Regions from separate parts of the Mus musculus genome. Here regions 1, 2 and 4 are each linked to region 3. Evidence: chromatin contacts called from public Hi-C and HiChIP or PLAC-seq data. All regions are on one chromosome and are shown on one strand. Each heading gives the region's core, a stretch centred on a gene start, on an enhancer-like site or on the middle of the called end of the contact. The rest is flanking DNA. Distances are from core to core; before and after follow the strand shown. Region 1 holds the start of Cpd (carboxypeptidase D). Region 2 overlaps Vps53 (VPS53 GARP complex subunit). Region 3 holds the start of Timm22 (translocase of inner mitochondrial membrane 22). Region 4 holds the start of Rph3al (rabphilin 3A-like (without C2 domains)).

The links. Hi-C and Micro-C count contacts between places; a contact is called where the count stands out from the background. HiChIP or PLAC-seq counts read pairs in DNA pulled down with a chosen protein or histone mark.
Region 1: a contact with region 3 is called in a Hi-C map of B cells, with 5 read pairs. The contact joins the promoter of Cpd here to the promoter of Timm22 in region 3. A contact is called at or near these places in 1 of 484 Hi-C or Micro-C datasets (B cells), 1 of 115 datasets of contacts at active chromatin or transcription factors (pancreatic cancer cells) and 1 of 9 other capture datasets (pancreatic islet).
Region 2: a contact with region 3 is called in an H3K4me3 HiChIP or PLAC-seq map of bone marrow-derived macrophages, with 4 times the contacts expected there. The contact joins the enhancer-like site here to the promoter of Timm22 in region 3. A contact is called at or near these places in 1 of 484 Hi-C or Micro-C datasets (cranial neural crest), 9 of 115 datasets of contacts at active chromatin or transcription factors (the 230-238 cell line, the SCID.adh cell line, acute myeloid leukemia and 5 more) and 1 of 9 other capture datasets (adipose tissue).
Region 4: a Hi-C map of the Ba/F3 cell line shows a contact between it and region 3, with 4 times the contacts expected there. The contact joins the promoter of Rph3al here to the promoter of Timm22 in region 3. A contact is called at or near these places in 5 of 39 promoter capture datasets (3T3-L1-derived adipocytes, the C10 cell line, embryonic stem cells and 2 more), 3 of 15 datasets of contacts at CTCF or cohesin (embryonic stem cells, large pre-B cells and pro-B cells), 31 of 484 Hi-C or Micro-C datasets (B cells, the Ba/F3 cell line, the C2C12 cell line and 17 more), 9 of 115 datasets of contacts at active chromatin or transcription factors (the 230-238 cell line, embryonic forebrain, embryonic limb bud and 4 more) and 2 of 9 other capture datasets (adipose tissue and embryonic stem cells).

The regions. Positions count from the first base shown.
Region 1 is chr11:76,845,139-76,848,350 of GRCm38.p6, reverse strand. Cpd (carboxypeptidase D) reads left to right here and starts at 1,343. Exons shown (of 21, transcript NM_007754.2): 1 at 1,343-2,127. The coding sequence starts at 1,385.
Region 2 is chr11:76,129,323-76,132,913 of GRCm38.p6, reverse strand. The region is part of intron 7 of Vps53 (VPS53 GARP complex subunit); the gene reads left to right. Among named protein-coding and RNA genes, the nearest start is that of Gm46252, 20 kb to the left of the region's middle. Within about 2 kb of position 1,968, at least 50 of the 459 cell types and tissues checked have an H3K27ac peak or open chromatin away from gene starts, as enhancers often do. A contact at or near this core is called in the 230-238 cell line, adipose tissue, bone marrow-derived macrophages and 2 more, where this site is marked.
Region 3 is chr11:76,405,868-76,409,087 of GRCm38.p6, reverse strand. It overlaps Timm22 (translocase of inner mitochondrial membrane 22), which reads right to left and starts at 1,945. Exons shown (of 4, transcript NM_019818.5): 1 at 1,646-1,945. The coding sequence starts at 1,883.
Region 4 is chr11:75,909,809-75,913,373 of GRCm38.p6, reverse strand. It overlaps Rph3al (rabphilin 3A-like (without C2 domains)), which reads left to right and starts at 2,315. Exons shown (of 8, transcript NM_029548.4): 1 at 2,315-2,424. The coding sequence starts at 2,348.

The sequences.
Region 1 (3,212 bases), core at 94-2,593, 440 kb before region 3:
TGGCTTCTTCCCTAGCTTCTTGGTTGCCTTCTCCTCAGACTGAATGAGGTTTTCCTCAGGAATGTCCCCACAGATGTATTGCATTGTTCATCCCTGCATTGGATCTCTAACTATGCAAGCAATGCCTTGCTTCCCAGCTTCTAGCTTTGACAGACACCAATTACTCAATAAATACTCAGTAATCAGTGAATTCCACGGGCTCTATGAAGATTCAATTAGAGTTCAGAAACTCGAACCATCCAGCACCGAAAGAAGGGAATGATAATGGTTATCACAATTATGTCATTAGATGGGTTAGAATTTCACGCTTGATAAAAGGATTGCCAAACTTCAAATTTCTTCAAGCTAACGTGATTAAACTTTACTTGGAAGGTTAGGTTTTTCTGGACTTACCCAAATACCTTGGGGGAAGTACACTTGCCAAGCAGGTATTTCTAGACATGGCAAATCTATCTCTTAAAGACAGCATTCCAAAACTATAGCTATGGCTGTATAGAGGTGATCTAGATGCTCCTACTCAAAAGAAGTGTGAGAGGAGGGTAAGGTCACTAAAAAACGATATCTCCTCAGTGAGAGCAGAGACCAGCACACAAAGAAGATAGTTACAATCCAACACTTTTGAATGGCCAATTAAGACCACATTAAGACAGAGGGCGCCTACTATGGAAGTTTCCACTTAATAAAGGAGATACCTAGTCACGCGACAAATCAAAAATAGAATTGATTGCTTTATGAGGTGTCTCATTCTCTTCAACTGCATGTAGGCAGATGGGCTCAAGCCCAGGCAGAACCGATCAAGGGGGATGGGGGGGGGGCGGGGAGGAAGGTGCAAAGGAGATGGGACTAAGGAGGTCTTTGATTCTCCAAGGAGATTAAGATTCTTTCTAACTTCCTGATTTTCTCAAGAGTCCTTTAATCTTTGGAACCTTTCGATTCTTTTGATTACTGACTCTAAAGCATTAAAGCGTAGCTAAGAAATGCTGCAACGAAGAAGGGGGCTAGTAAAAGCTCTCAGAGAATTTCAGAGGAGAAGCCATAAAGAAGAGACTGAGCAAAAAACAAAACAAAACAAAACAAAACAAAACAAAACGAGAGAAGTAGAAGAGGAAATAGGGAGGCGGGAAGACAGAGGGTAGAACCTTAGTGGAGGAAAGGAAAGCGACTAAAGTCCCTAAGGACTGGAGTGGAGACACGCCCAGAGGGAAAATCGTCCGCTTTAAGGAAAGCCCCGCCCCCTAGAGTGACACCCAAGCATTCAAGGCTACGATTGGCTAAGGCTGGAAGGCGGGATGGGGTTGCTAGGCGCGGAGGGGATCCGGCGGGCTGCCGCCTCCCGGAGTGTGGAGCCGCTGGAGCGGAGCGGTATTAGCGGCGTTGCTGGAAGATGGCGAGCGGCCGGGATGAGCGGCCGCCCTGGCGGCTGGGACGCCTGCGTCTGCTGCCGCCGCCACCGCTGCTGCTGCTGCTGCTGCTACTGAGGAGCTCGGCCCAGGCGGCGCACATCAAGAAGGCTGAGGCGACCACGACAACCGTTGGCGGCTCCGAGGCGGCCGAGGGCCAGTTTGACCACTACTACCACGAAGCGGCGCTGGGCGAGGCGCTGGAAGCGGCGGCGGCCGCGGGGCCACCCGGCCTGGCGCGTCTCTTCAGCATCGGCAGCTCGGTGGAGGGCCGGCCGCTGTGGGTGCTGCGCCTCACAGCGGGCCTGGGGCCGCCGCCCACCGCCGCCGCGGGGCTGGACGCCGCGGGGCCGCTGCTGCCCGGCCGGCCGCAGGTGAAGCTGGTGGGTAACATGCACGGCGACGAGACGGTGTCACGCCAGGTGTTGGTCTACCTGGCCCGCGAGCTGGCGTCGGGCTACCGCCGCGGGGACCCGCGCCTGGTCCGCCTGCTCAACACCACCGACGTGTATTTGCTGCCCAGCCTGAACCCGGATGGCTTCGAACGTGCCCGCGAGGGTGACTGCGGCCTCGGCGACAGCGGCCCGCCTGGGACCAGCGGCCGTGACAACAGCCGAGGCCGCGACCTCAACCGCAGCTTCCCTGACCAGTTCAGCACCGGCGAGCCACCTTCCCTGGATGAGGTGCCGGAGGTGCGCGCCCTCATCGACTGGATCCGCAGGAACAAGTAAGCGTTGCCTGACTGCTTTCGGTCCCACGTGAGCCTTCGAGGCCAGGAGGCTTATTTTGACAGCCAGCAGGCGCCCAAACAGTGCTTGCCAGCCTAAGGGGTCGGGGGCAGTCGGTGTGGAGAGTGACACCCAGTAACTGGAACGGAGGCCAGGTTGCAGTACCTCTTCCTCTTGCTAACTGTAAAGAAGCCTGCTTGTGGCTGTCATTTGTGCAGGGCAAGCCGGGGGGCTTTTTCCCCCCTCCCATTCTATCCCTATTTTTGAAAGACCATCGTATATGAGCAACGGGTACGGATTTTAAGGATTCCTAAGTTAGCACCTTCATTATGTATGTAGCTAAGCTTGTCACTAGAAGCACTGTGGCAAGCACTTTCTGCGACTGCATTATGTCACTCGATGTTGACCACAACCGGGCGACCTAGACACCACTCATATCCTCTAGACACCACTGGTACTCTTGTTTTGCATACGGGGAAATTGAAGGGCAGACTGGTTGACTAACATCGGGGAATCTAAGCCTGGTTACTCAGTGCTCCACTGCCAGGGAGACAGAATGTAGTTCAGAAATAGCAAACGACACCCCCAGTCACTTCCTCTGCTACTGGATAGAAACCCATTCTCCTGCCTTTACTTCTGATTTTGCTTAGGGGAGTATGGAATAAGGGGAAACCCCCACAGATCAGAACTGCTTCATTTCTGATGCCAGCTGTACTCTTTCTTACTGCGGTAGTACAGCCAGACATTGACATCGGTAACATTTAAGCACCCTGTGGGGTTTTATATTTTTGGTTGTGAGCCTAGCCTTTAACGGGCTGAGCCAGCTCTCCAGCCCGCGTGGGGTTTTAAAAGGTAAAAAGTAGAAGTATGAGGACCTTCAAAACCTAGTATGTAACAAGAGCTGTTATAACTACATATGAGAGGTTTACTCAGTTAAAACTTGACAGAAACTGTGCCCCATGACAAAATGTGCATGAGCTGCAAACATATCTCTTGGAGAGGGGCTATGATCTAACTCTTCAGAGATGAATAGTAAGAGGAAGGAGGAATGGAGGAAGATGGTACTTACTCCAGATAGAGTCTT
Region 2 (3,591 bases), core at 719-3,218, 280 kb after region 3:
TCTTAAGACATACCTCTTCTCACATGTGTGCAAGTAGATCTAAAGCCTTTAAATTTAAAAATGCATTTAAAATTGTAATAGCCACCACTCATTTACTCCCCCACAAGCTTTGTAGATTCACAATACCATCTTGAAGTGCTGAGTACCCATTCCTCCATGCCTTGAACAAATGTGGTATTGCTGATTTTTATTTTAGTCAGTCTGGGAGATGGAAGTCTCTATCTACTTCCTTTAATTTTAATTTCCTTAGTAACTGATGATTGACCATTTACATTTCCTCTGTACAGTATTTTGTTTGTTTGGTGTTCATTTGGTTGGTTTGGTTTTGAGACTTGGTCTCACTGTACAGTCCTGGCTTTCTGGAACTTGCGCAGAGATCTGCCTGCCTCTGCTTCCTGAGTGCTGGGATGAAAAGTGTGTGCCACCATACCTGACTCAGATTTCTTAAGTTCTAATAAACTATTTTCTTTTATTTCTTTCTTAGAGTGGTATTTGGGGTTTGTTTCCTTTGGTCTCTTGTTTTGGAACTCCTATACACGAACATTGTAACTTGTAACCTGCTGCCTCATCTTTTGGGGTTGCTTTCTGAGTTGTGGGCTCAGTCTTCCAGTTCTACCTTGTTCTTCACTGATGCCCACTCTGTTCTTTGGCCCAGCTATTAAGAATTTTTACTGAAACAGCAGGTTTTAATTTCTAAAATATCTAGATGATTTTTTCCTCAGGGGCATAATATCCTCTGAAATCTCTCAGAGATTCAAAACTGTTAGTATCTCTGAAGGCTCTGGGTTGCCTGTGTGTTTGTCTGTCCTGTGGTGTAAGGTCTTCAGCTTGTTGACTCTTGGTAGTAGCACTCAGATGTTTGGTGAGTCTCAGCTGAAAGTTCATATTTTTTGGTGGGATTTTAAAATTGTTTATTATTATTATTATTATTATTATTATTATATGTTCTCTATTACTCTGATCAGAAATCATTACCACCTGCTATTGAGGAGTGGAAGGATATTGTGTTTAGGGTACCACATAGCTTTTCTAAGGTTCCTGGGGCCAGACCTGCAGGAGCTGGCAGATGACTTGCCAGGCACCTGATCTTCTTAAATGCTGATAACTCTCAGACCTCTGCTGAGACTCACAGACCCAAGGGGCCAAATCAGTGTAAGGCTGAGCATTTAGGGTAAGAAAGCAGCACAGCTTCTGGCATCCACATTACTGTGACTGGAGCCAGACACATCTAGAGGTTCCCTTTAGAACTCCCCCGCTCCTGGTGTCTATCATTTCCTGTCTTTCCTTATATTTTATCTGGCTTTTAGATTGTGTGCACCATGTGTGACCTGCATCTGTAGGTATGCCCGTGTGTGCGTTTAGTGCCTATGTTTGTCAGAAGTGGGCTTTGAATCCCCTAGAGCTACTGAGAGGAAGTTGTTAGCCACCATGTGGGTTCTGGGAACTGAACCCAGATCTTCTGCAAGAGCAAAAGTTGCTCTTAACATGGAAGCGTTTCTCCAGCTTCCATGTCTTCTCATTTGTGAGAAACACTCTTAAGCTATGATTTTGTTCTACCAGGAAACCCACAGACAGTCTAATCTACCAGTTCCCCTTTTGCCTGGTTTTTGGTTCTTATTTAAGTCTTTTCATCATTTCTAAGAATCTGAGACAGGAAGGGAGGTTTCTGTATGTGCTAGGTGTACCGTCTTACAGTGGAGATGTTCAGGGACTCTTAAGGAATGTCGGAATAGGCTTGGCAAAGTGTTAGGGAAGTCGCCACCCTTCCCCTCGTCCTTCCTAACCTTTTTACACTTAGAGGTGGCTGGTTGCCATATCAGACTGGGAATCTGAAACAGCCAAGAATGTCCATGAGCAGGATGTCATGAGTTTAGGAGAGTAGGACCCATGGGTGGAGGAAGCTGTGCTCTCAGTGGTTAGGGAGGAGCAGGAAGGTGGCACAGCCTGCCCTAGTCTCGGTGACTCAGTGATCTGGTGTTCCCATTCTTTTATCCTTTCTGTCATCTGCCTGCATTAATGTGCTGTGTGGCCCCTGTTTCCTGGGCCCTATGAATTCTAAGCACATGCTCTTCCACAACCCCAGCCCTACCTGACACCCCACACCCAGCTTTCTGATTCATAGTTTAATCTGTCAGTGTAGGCCCACAGATAACTAGAACAGCTGTATTTGACTTTAGTTTTTAAAGAGTCTACACCTAAGAGAGATCACGCCATATTTATCTTTCTGTGTCTGGCTTATTTACTCTAAGTCCTCTGAGTTTATCCATATTGTTTCAGTTGTCAGCATCTTCTTTTTAAAAGCTAAATAAAATCTCACTGGATATATGCACCTTGGATCTTTAAACCATATCTGTCCATCAAAAACAATGTTTGTTTCCATATCTTGGCTGTTGTAAACTTCTGTGAGCAGGGCAGGGCAGCTATCTGTATAGAGTGGATATCATTTCCTTTGGGTATATACCCTATGTAGATTCATTTTGGGGTTTCCGAGAGCCTTCATGCTATTTTCCATAATAGCTGCATCACTCATCACCTCTGCCCTGGTGTCCAAGTGTTCTCATCTTTACATCCTCAGCAGAGCTTACCTTTCTCCTTACTTTTGATATTAGTCATCCTGATGACCTGTTATCTCAGGGTTGGAGGCAGAGATGGGAGGATCAGGAATTTGCCATGTGAGACTGTCTCAAAAAGAAGTGAAGTAATATCTCATTGAAGGTTGTTTTTTTTTGTTTTTTGTTTTTTGTTTTATTTCTGATTTTTTTTTTGTTTGTATAGAATAGAGTTTATTTAGGGCATGAGGAGGGAAGTTAAGAGGGTAGTAGAGGCAGAGAAAGGCGGAGAGAAGTAGAGGCTGACCATGGCCATAAGCACATGAAAAGAGGGGTGGGGGAAGGGGATGGGAAGGAGAGAGGAAGAGCAAGAGAGCAAGAGAGAGCAAGAGAACAAGAGTTATTTCTGAATTTTTAAAAATTATTTTACTTATTTACATTCCAGTTGTTGCCCCCTTTCATTTCCCCCTCCCACAGTTCCTCATCCCATTCCTCCTCCCACCTACCTCCGAGAGGCTGCTTCCCCCACCCAATTGACCCCCCTTCCCTGGAGCCTCAAGTCTCTCTAGGATTAAGCACAACTTCTCCGACTGAGGCCAGACCAGGCAGACCTCTGCTATTTATGTGCCAGTGGCCTCCGACTAGCCCGTGTGTGCTCCTGGTTGATGGCTCCGTCTCTGAGAGCTCCCTGGGGTCTGGGTTAGTTGAGACTGCTGGTCTTCCTCTGGGGTAGGTCTCCCTTCCAGCTTCTTCAATCCTTTCTCTAATTCGACCATAGGGGTCTCCAACTTCAGTCCAATGGTTGGGTGTAAGTATGTGCTTCTGTCTCAGTCAGCTGCAGGTAGGGCCTCTCTGAGGACAGCCACGCCAGGATCCCGTCTATAAGTACATCATAGCATTGTTAGTATCAGCCTTGGTCCCCCACCCGACCCCCTATGAGATGAATCCCAAGTTGGGCTAGTCATTGGACCTCCTTTCCTTCAGTCTCTTCTCCATTTTTGTCCTCGCAGTTCTTTTAAACAGAAACAGTTCTGGGTCAGGA
Region 3 (3,220 bases), core at 696-3,195:
GCTGTGGACAAATGACTTGGCTGAGCCTTGGACAATTCTTTGTGTGTATGTGGGTGTAGGCCAGAGGTCAATCCTGGGATGTCATTCCTCAGGAACTATACACCAATTTCTTTTTGTTGTTGTTTGTTTTTGTTTTTGTTTTTCAAGACAGGGTCTCTCTGTGTAACAGCCCTGGCTGTCCTGGAACTCAATATGCAGACCGCCTAGGCAGGCCTCAAACTCAGAGATTCATTCCCCTGCCTCTTCCTCTTCAGTGCTGGGCTTAGAGGTCCCGGTCACCTCACCCAGCCAAACCTGGCTTTTTTGGAGAGATGCTGAGAACTGAACTTAGCCCTTCATGGTTGCATGACAAGCACTTTACCAACTGAGCTTGCTCCCCAGCCTTTTCTACATGATGCCTTCTTAGGATGATCACCTCAAGACCAGCTCAGGGAAGCCAGATACCTCCTCTCCCAGAATTTCTTGCTTTCCAATCACTCTAGCTCCCAAACTCTCTTTCTACTACATTTTTTGAAACTTTGTTTTGTTTGGTTGTTTGGGGTTTTTTTGGCTTGCTTGTTTATTTTGATTTTTTGAGTTAGTGTCTCTATTATGGAGCCCGGGCTGTCCTGGAATTCACTATATAAACTAGGCTGACCTGGAACTCTGAGATCTGACTGCCTCTTCCTCCCTGCTTTGTTTGTTTGTTTGTTTGTTTTTCCAGACAGGGTTTCTCTGTGTAGCCCTGGCTGTCCTAGAACTCACTCTGTAGACCAGGCTGGCCTTGAACTCAGAAATCCACCTGCCTCTGCCTCCCAAGTGCTGGGATTAAAGGCGTGTGCCACCACTGCCCGGCTAATGTTTTTCATTTGTAATGAAATTTGAATTCATCTACAAATATACCTAACCTTTTCACCTGCACGTTTTAAATATGCTGTACATTCTCAAATCCTCAAAACGTGAATGTGTGTGTGTGTGTGTGTGTGTGTGTGTGTGTGTGTGTTGGGGGTTGTTAATGTCTATCCCAGCCCCACCCCGTCTGTTTTAAATATGCTGTACATTCTCAAATCCTCAAAATGTGAATGTGTGTGTGTGTGTGTGTGTGTGTTGGGGGTTGTTAATGTCTATCCCAGCCCCACCCCGTCTGTCTAATCATACTGGTCTTCATTGTTTTTTGTTTTATTTTGAGACAGGGTGTCTCTATGTAGCTCTGTCTGTCTGCCTGTCTGTCTCAGCCCCTCCCCCCACCCCACCCCCACCCCCGTGGCCTGGGCCGCCACCACCCAGCAATAATTTCCAAGCTCCAAACTTCTGCCTTAAGGACAATTTTGCAACTCCCTATGTGTCTACAGCATTCTCTCTGGGTCCTAATATTAGACCTTCAGGGCTCCTGTCCGCTCATGACAGTTACATAGTAACAACATGTTGAATGAATGAATGAAATGACAAACAAACGAACGACAGAAAGCAACTACTTAGGATCCTGCATACCCTGACTGTTAACCCCAGGGTCAAGAGAGACATCTCCGGGTTCAAGGAGCAAGTCCGGGTGCAATCAAGGTCGACACCTACAGGTTCCTTGCCTCCTAAACGCGTTGTCTTGATAAGGAATCCTAAGGCTCTTCAAGCCCTCAGCATCCCAAGGGCCCCTCGAGCCTCGTCTCACCTCCTACACAGGCCAGCACAGCCTTGAAGGCGCAACTTTCCATTGCCCTCTCGATCATCTTCTGCTCCTCGCTCTTGGCAGGACTCGGGATCCCGCCCAGGCTGCCAGGCTCCAGAAGCCGGGGCTGACGCTTGTCGCCCACCAGGTACTGAAGAAGAAGGCTGTACTGCAACGGAGCTTCGGCAGAACCCGCTGCCTCAGGAGCTGAACCCCCGGCCTTGGGGGCGGTAGCCGCCATGACCGTAGGGGCTCTAGTACCTTTCACTTCGTATTTCCCACAGCCGATTCCACACGCTTACCTAGGCGTCCAGCCAGAGTGACGACAACGGCAGATTCGCCACACTGAAGAAGGTGTAGAAGCAAAGTCTGCCTATGCATCAGCGTCGAGGGAGCTATCGTGCTTCCTCAACGCCTCTTTAAACAGCTGCCAAGTTTGTAAGACATTGCTAAAAGCAATCAGACAAGACTCAATATCTCAAGAACACCCCTCAACTAGGGGCCCCATTGCGGTGCGTGCCGGGATTTGTAGTTCTAACTCGAACATCTGACTACACTTCCCAGAAAGCCGTGCGTGCTCACTGGACATGCTACTTCCTTTGAAAACTCTTGAGAAGCCGCTGAAGAGCGGTCGGGCTCCTGTTAGGCTGCAGTTCGTTGAGCTTGCAGCAGGGGACGCGCGTGTCTGCTTTGTTTCTAAGCCATGCAGCAGTGATGCAGCTACCTGATTCACTAGAACCACAGGCTGGTTGGTATTCTGAGATCGAATGTACGCGCTTTGTAAGTAAGTGTTGAAACATGGCATACATATGTTCTAAATGTATTTTATTACATAGTTATTAAGCCTTTAAGGAATAAAGAAGGAGGCCAACAAATGAACTGAGTGGTGGTCTAGCAAGCCTTAAATCAGTTAAATCAGTTAGGCAGAGGCAGGCAGATCTTTGAGTTTGAAGCCAGCCTGGTCTATAGAGTGAGTTCCAGGGCAGCCATGGCTACGCAGAGAAACTATGCTTAAGAAAAGAGAGAGAGAGAGAGAGAGAGAGAGAGAGAGAGAGAGAGAGCGAGCAAGCTGAGTATAGAGTATTATATACATACTAGTTGCATACAACTATGGTTAACAATGGAAAAACGTCACAGCCCTATGGCTGGTAGAAGGTATGTGCCAACAGATACTGCTTAGCTGACCGGTTTGTTGTACACAGTGGGTACTGGACAAGTGACTTTATTTTTAGATTTTATTTATTTTAAATTAATTCAAACGAGTCTTTACCTGAATGTATGTCTGTGGACCGAGTACACGTAGTACCTGGGAGGCCAGCAAATGGCATTAGATCTCCTGGGACTGGAGTTAACAGATGGCTGTGAGCCATCATATAGGTGCTGAGAATTGAACCCAGGAACTCTGGAAAACAGCCAGCCCTCTCAACTCCTGATCCATTTCTCCAGATCCTGGACAGATGACTTTGCAATTAAGGGGCTTTGATTAATGTCCTCCAACAGCAGAGAGTAACTAGGAGCTACAGGTGAAGTTAGAACTTCTTTCACACACACACACACACACACACACACACACACACA
Region 4 (3,565 bases), core at 1,066-3,565, 500 kb after region 3:
TGAGACCCTCAGAGATCTCCAAAATCAAAACTGTTTTCCACAGTCTAAGCCTCTTGGCCTCTTTCACACACATGGAAACTGGAAAGTACTCAGATGTGGCTTCAGAAGCTGTGCTGGAACTAGTTTTTAAGATAGTGCCATCTGTTGAGTTTTGGTGCAGAAAAACACACACCATTATCTGGGCAAGCTATTAGAATACTCCTCCGCCTTCCATCCATCCTCCACATCCGTGAGAGCCTGGACCCCTTCCATGTATTCACTGGAACAGCATCTCCAAAGGTCGAAAGAAAAGTCAGACAAGAACGCCCAGCTGTCTTCAGTTAACTCCCAAAGCAAATTGCAAAATCATAAAAACAATCCCGGGCCTCACATTGTCTTTGTTTTGAAAACACGTGTTTTTCTCATAAAAAATATAAATTATGTGAATACCTAATAGGCCTAGTATCTGTAATGGGGGTTTTTAGATTTCTCAGCAAAATATCAATAGCTATAACTCATATATTTTGGAATGCTCCCAATTGTCTTTCTCACCGTATGTGTAAGATGGTGATCCTATGTATGGCACATATGTGGTCAGAGGACAACTTGGGAGTTGGGTCTCTTCATCCACCTTGGAAATTTCTTGGAAATGAACTTGGATTGTAGGCTTGCAGAGGAAGCACTTTACCTGCCAAGCCATCTGCCAACCCAAAAAGATTTTTTAATAACATCTAATGAGCTGGAACCCACATATTGTTAGCATCACCCCTATCTAATTCCAGAATATTTCCATCAGTTCATAAAGAAACCCTAAAGCCATTAGCTGTCACTGTCGTCCTGTGCCTATTAATGGCCATTAGTCTACCTCTGTGGCTTTGCCATTCTGGACATCTCTATAGGCAGCACCAGATCATACGTGATCTTCTGTACAAGCTTGGCTTCTTCTCTTAGTGTAACATTTGGGCTATTGGGAATAACAGTGACTTAAGAATATTTGTACCCATGTCTATGAGGACGTATGTTTTAGTCCTCTTGTGGTTGGTACTTAGGACAACTGAGTTTCCGAGCCATATGGCAAGTATGTGGTTAACATTTTGAGAGAATAGCAAACAAATTTCCAGCCTCAATGTTTTTTTTTTTTAATTTCATGTATATGTGTGTTTTGCTTATGTGGATCTATGTGCATTTATGCAGTCCCTATGGAGACCAGAAGAGGGCACCAGAACCCCTGGGACTGGAATTACAGGTGTCTGTAAACCACCTTGTGGGTGCTGGGAATCAAACCTGGGTCCTCTGGAAGAGCAGCCAATGCTTTTAATCACTGAACCACATCACCAGCTTTCTCCATCAATATTCTTTTGTAGAATATAAAGAGGCTCTGAATTTTCAATCCACTGGACTGGATTGGATGAAATCAAAGGCTATCCTTATGCATACTGACCCAAGTCTCTTTTTCTTCTCAACACATGCACACACTCACACACGCATGCACACACTCACACACACACACACACGCACACATGCACTCCATTTAGGAGGCACAAGCAGCGCCTTTGTAATAGGCAGCCTGAGTTAGCCCTTGGCTCAGTAACACACAGAAAGCCAGCTAAGCTGCACTACTTACGTTGAGCCATCAGGTTCTAAAGAAGGTTCCTTCCTGCAGGGTTTGCAAGATATCCCTTGTGGACGATGACTTTTTAAAGTGCCTAGTGGAGGTACTGGCTGCCACCCCATGCCTTGCCCTCTGGAGAACACCCTGGGGTCTCTTACGGAGCAGAGCACAGGCCTGTAAGCTTCCACTCTGGTCCAATGAAGGTTGGGGAGGTTGAGGGGACTCATGAGCTTGCCTGTGTCTCTCTTTGGGATGTTCTCAGGGCAGTGGGGCTGTGTGGGAAAGGGCAGAAGCTGATGCTCTGCAGGGCTTGCCAGCTGAGTTGAAAGTTGCTGAGATGGTGCCTTCTCTCCCTTCTGATTCTCACCCTCTGATGTCATTGTCTACTCTGGTCACTTAGCGATGTGATGCACCTAGCCACCTGTCCCAAGATCCCGAGCCTTTGGAAAAGGAGCTCTGAGTAAGGCTTTTGCTGGAGGAGTTAAGAGTGTAGCATCGCCAGGCAGTGGTGGTGCATGCCTTTAATCCCAGCACTTGGGAGGCAGAGGCAGGAGGATTTCTGAGTTCAAGGACAGCCTGGTCTACTACAGCCAGGGCTACACAGAGAAACCCTGTCTCGAAAAACCTTAAAAAAAAGAGTGTAGCATCAATGGTCAGCAGGGATCGGGATTCCCGTCAACACCCCAGTCACTAACATGTGCTTCCCTTGTCCTCCTGCCTCAGATGTGACTCCTGCCCTGGGCTGTGCTCCCCGTCATGGCTGACACCATCTTCAGCAGTGGAAATGATCAGTGGGTTTGCCCCAACGATCGGCAGCTTGCTCTGAGAGCCAAGTAAGCATCTGTGGCCTGCAGGAGTGGCCCTTCCCTCCCTCTCCACCTGCTGCCCTCTTCCCCTCTTCCCAGTCTTTTGCAAGTTTTGCTCCCCAGGGAGGAGTTTGGAGAGAGGCGGATGTCAAATGCACACCACTCTCGGCCCATGCTTATGTATTACTCACCACGAACTAACATGTTCCCATTTCTCAGATAAGGAAAATGAGGCCTTCACTCCTTGCCCGTGTCCCTTGTCAGTGGCTGGGCTGGAACCTACATCCAAGTCCAGCTGACTCCCACACCTGTGCTCTTTCACAACAGCCCACAGGGAGCAAGACTTCCCCATTGGGCCTGCTCTTGTCCCTGAGCCTGGCATAGAGGGGCAATACAGAGCACATGCCTGTTCCCTGAATGAACAGCTCACTTCAGTAGAGACCACCGCTGGCTACAGCATCTTTCCTACGTCCTTAGTGGGGTCTGTGTCCTTCTGTGATTCCCTTGTGTCTTTTTGGAGGTCTTCATTTTCCTATTACCCCTCAGACTAGTGACCCTTCAATTTTGGTTGGGCCTGGCCTGCCCCCCCCCCCGACACACACACACACACACACACACACACACACACACACAGTGTCCCTGTGGCTGAGCCTCTCAGATGCCCCTCATGCCCTCTAGTCTGTTCCAGATCTCTGGTGGGTGCCATCCCTGGCTCTGATAGGACAAGAACATCCCTGCAGCTATCAGACTGTGTTGGCATCAGAAGCCAGCATTTCCCAACTGGGACCAAGCTTAAGAAATTCGCAATTAGACGTTAGAAGCCTGTGGGAGTCAGAGCTGAGACATCAAAGGTGGATAGAAAAATCCATCTGAAACGCTCAGGAAGAATGGCGTCGCATGTGATGTGTGAGCATCCTTGCTCTCCTCCATCTGGGTGCCTCAGCCCCCCCCCCACCTCACCCCTGCAGAGAGAATGACTAGGGATGAGATTGGTCCCACTCACCATCTCTGATGCCAGGCCAATTAGGTGCCCTCTCTGGCAGGGTGCACATTGCTGGGAGACCTCAGCTCTTGGACCTCGTCCAAGAGCCCAGCTGTCCCTTGACCTTCCAGCATCCCCTTCATTCCCAACTTTGTCTCTCATTCACCAGCTGCTGAAGCTGTCCTA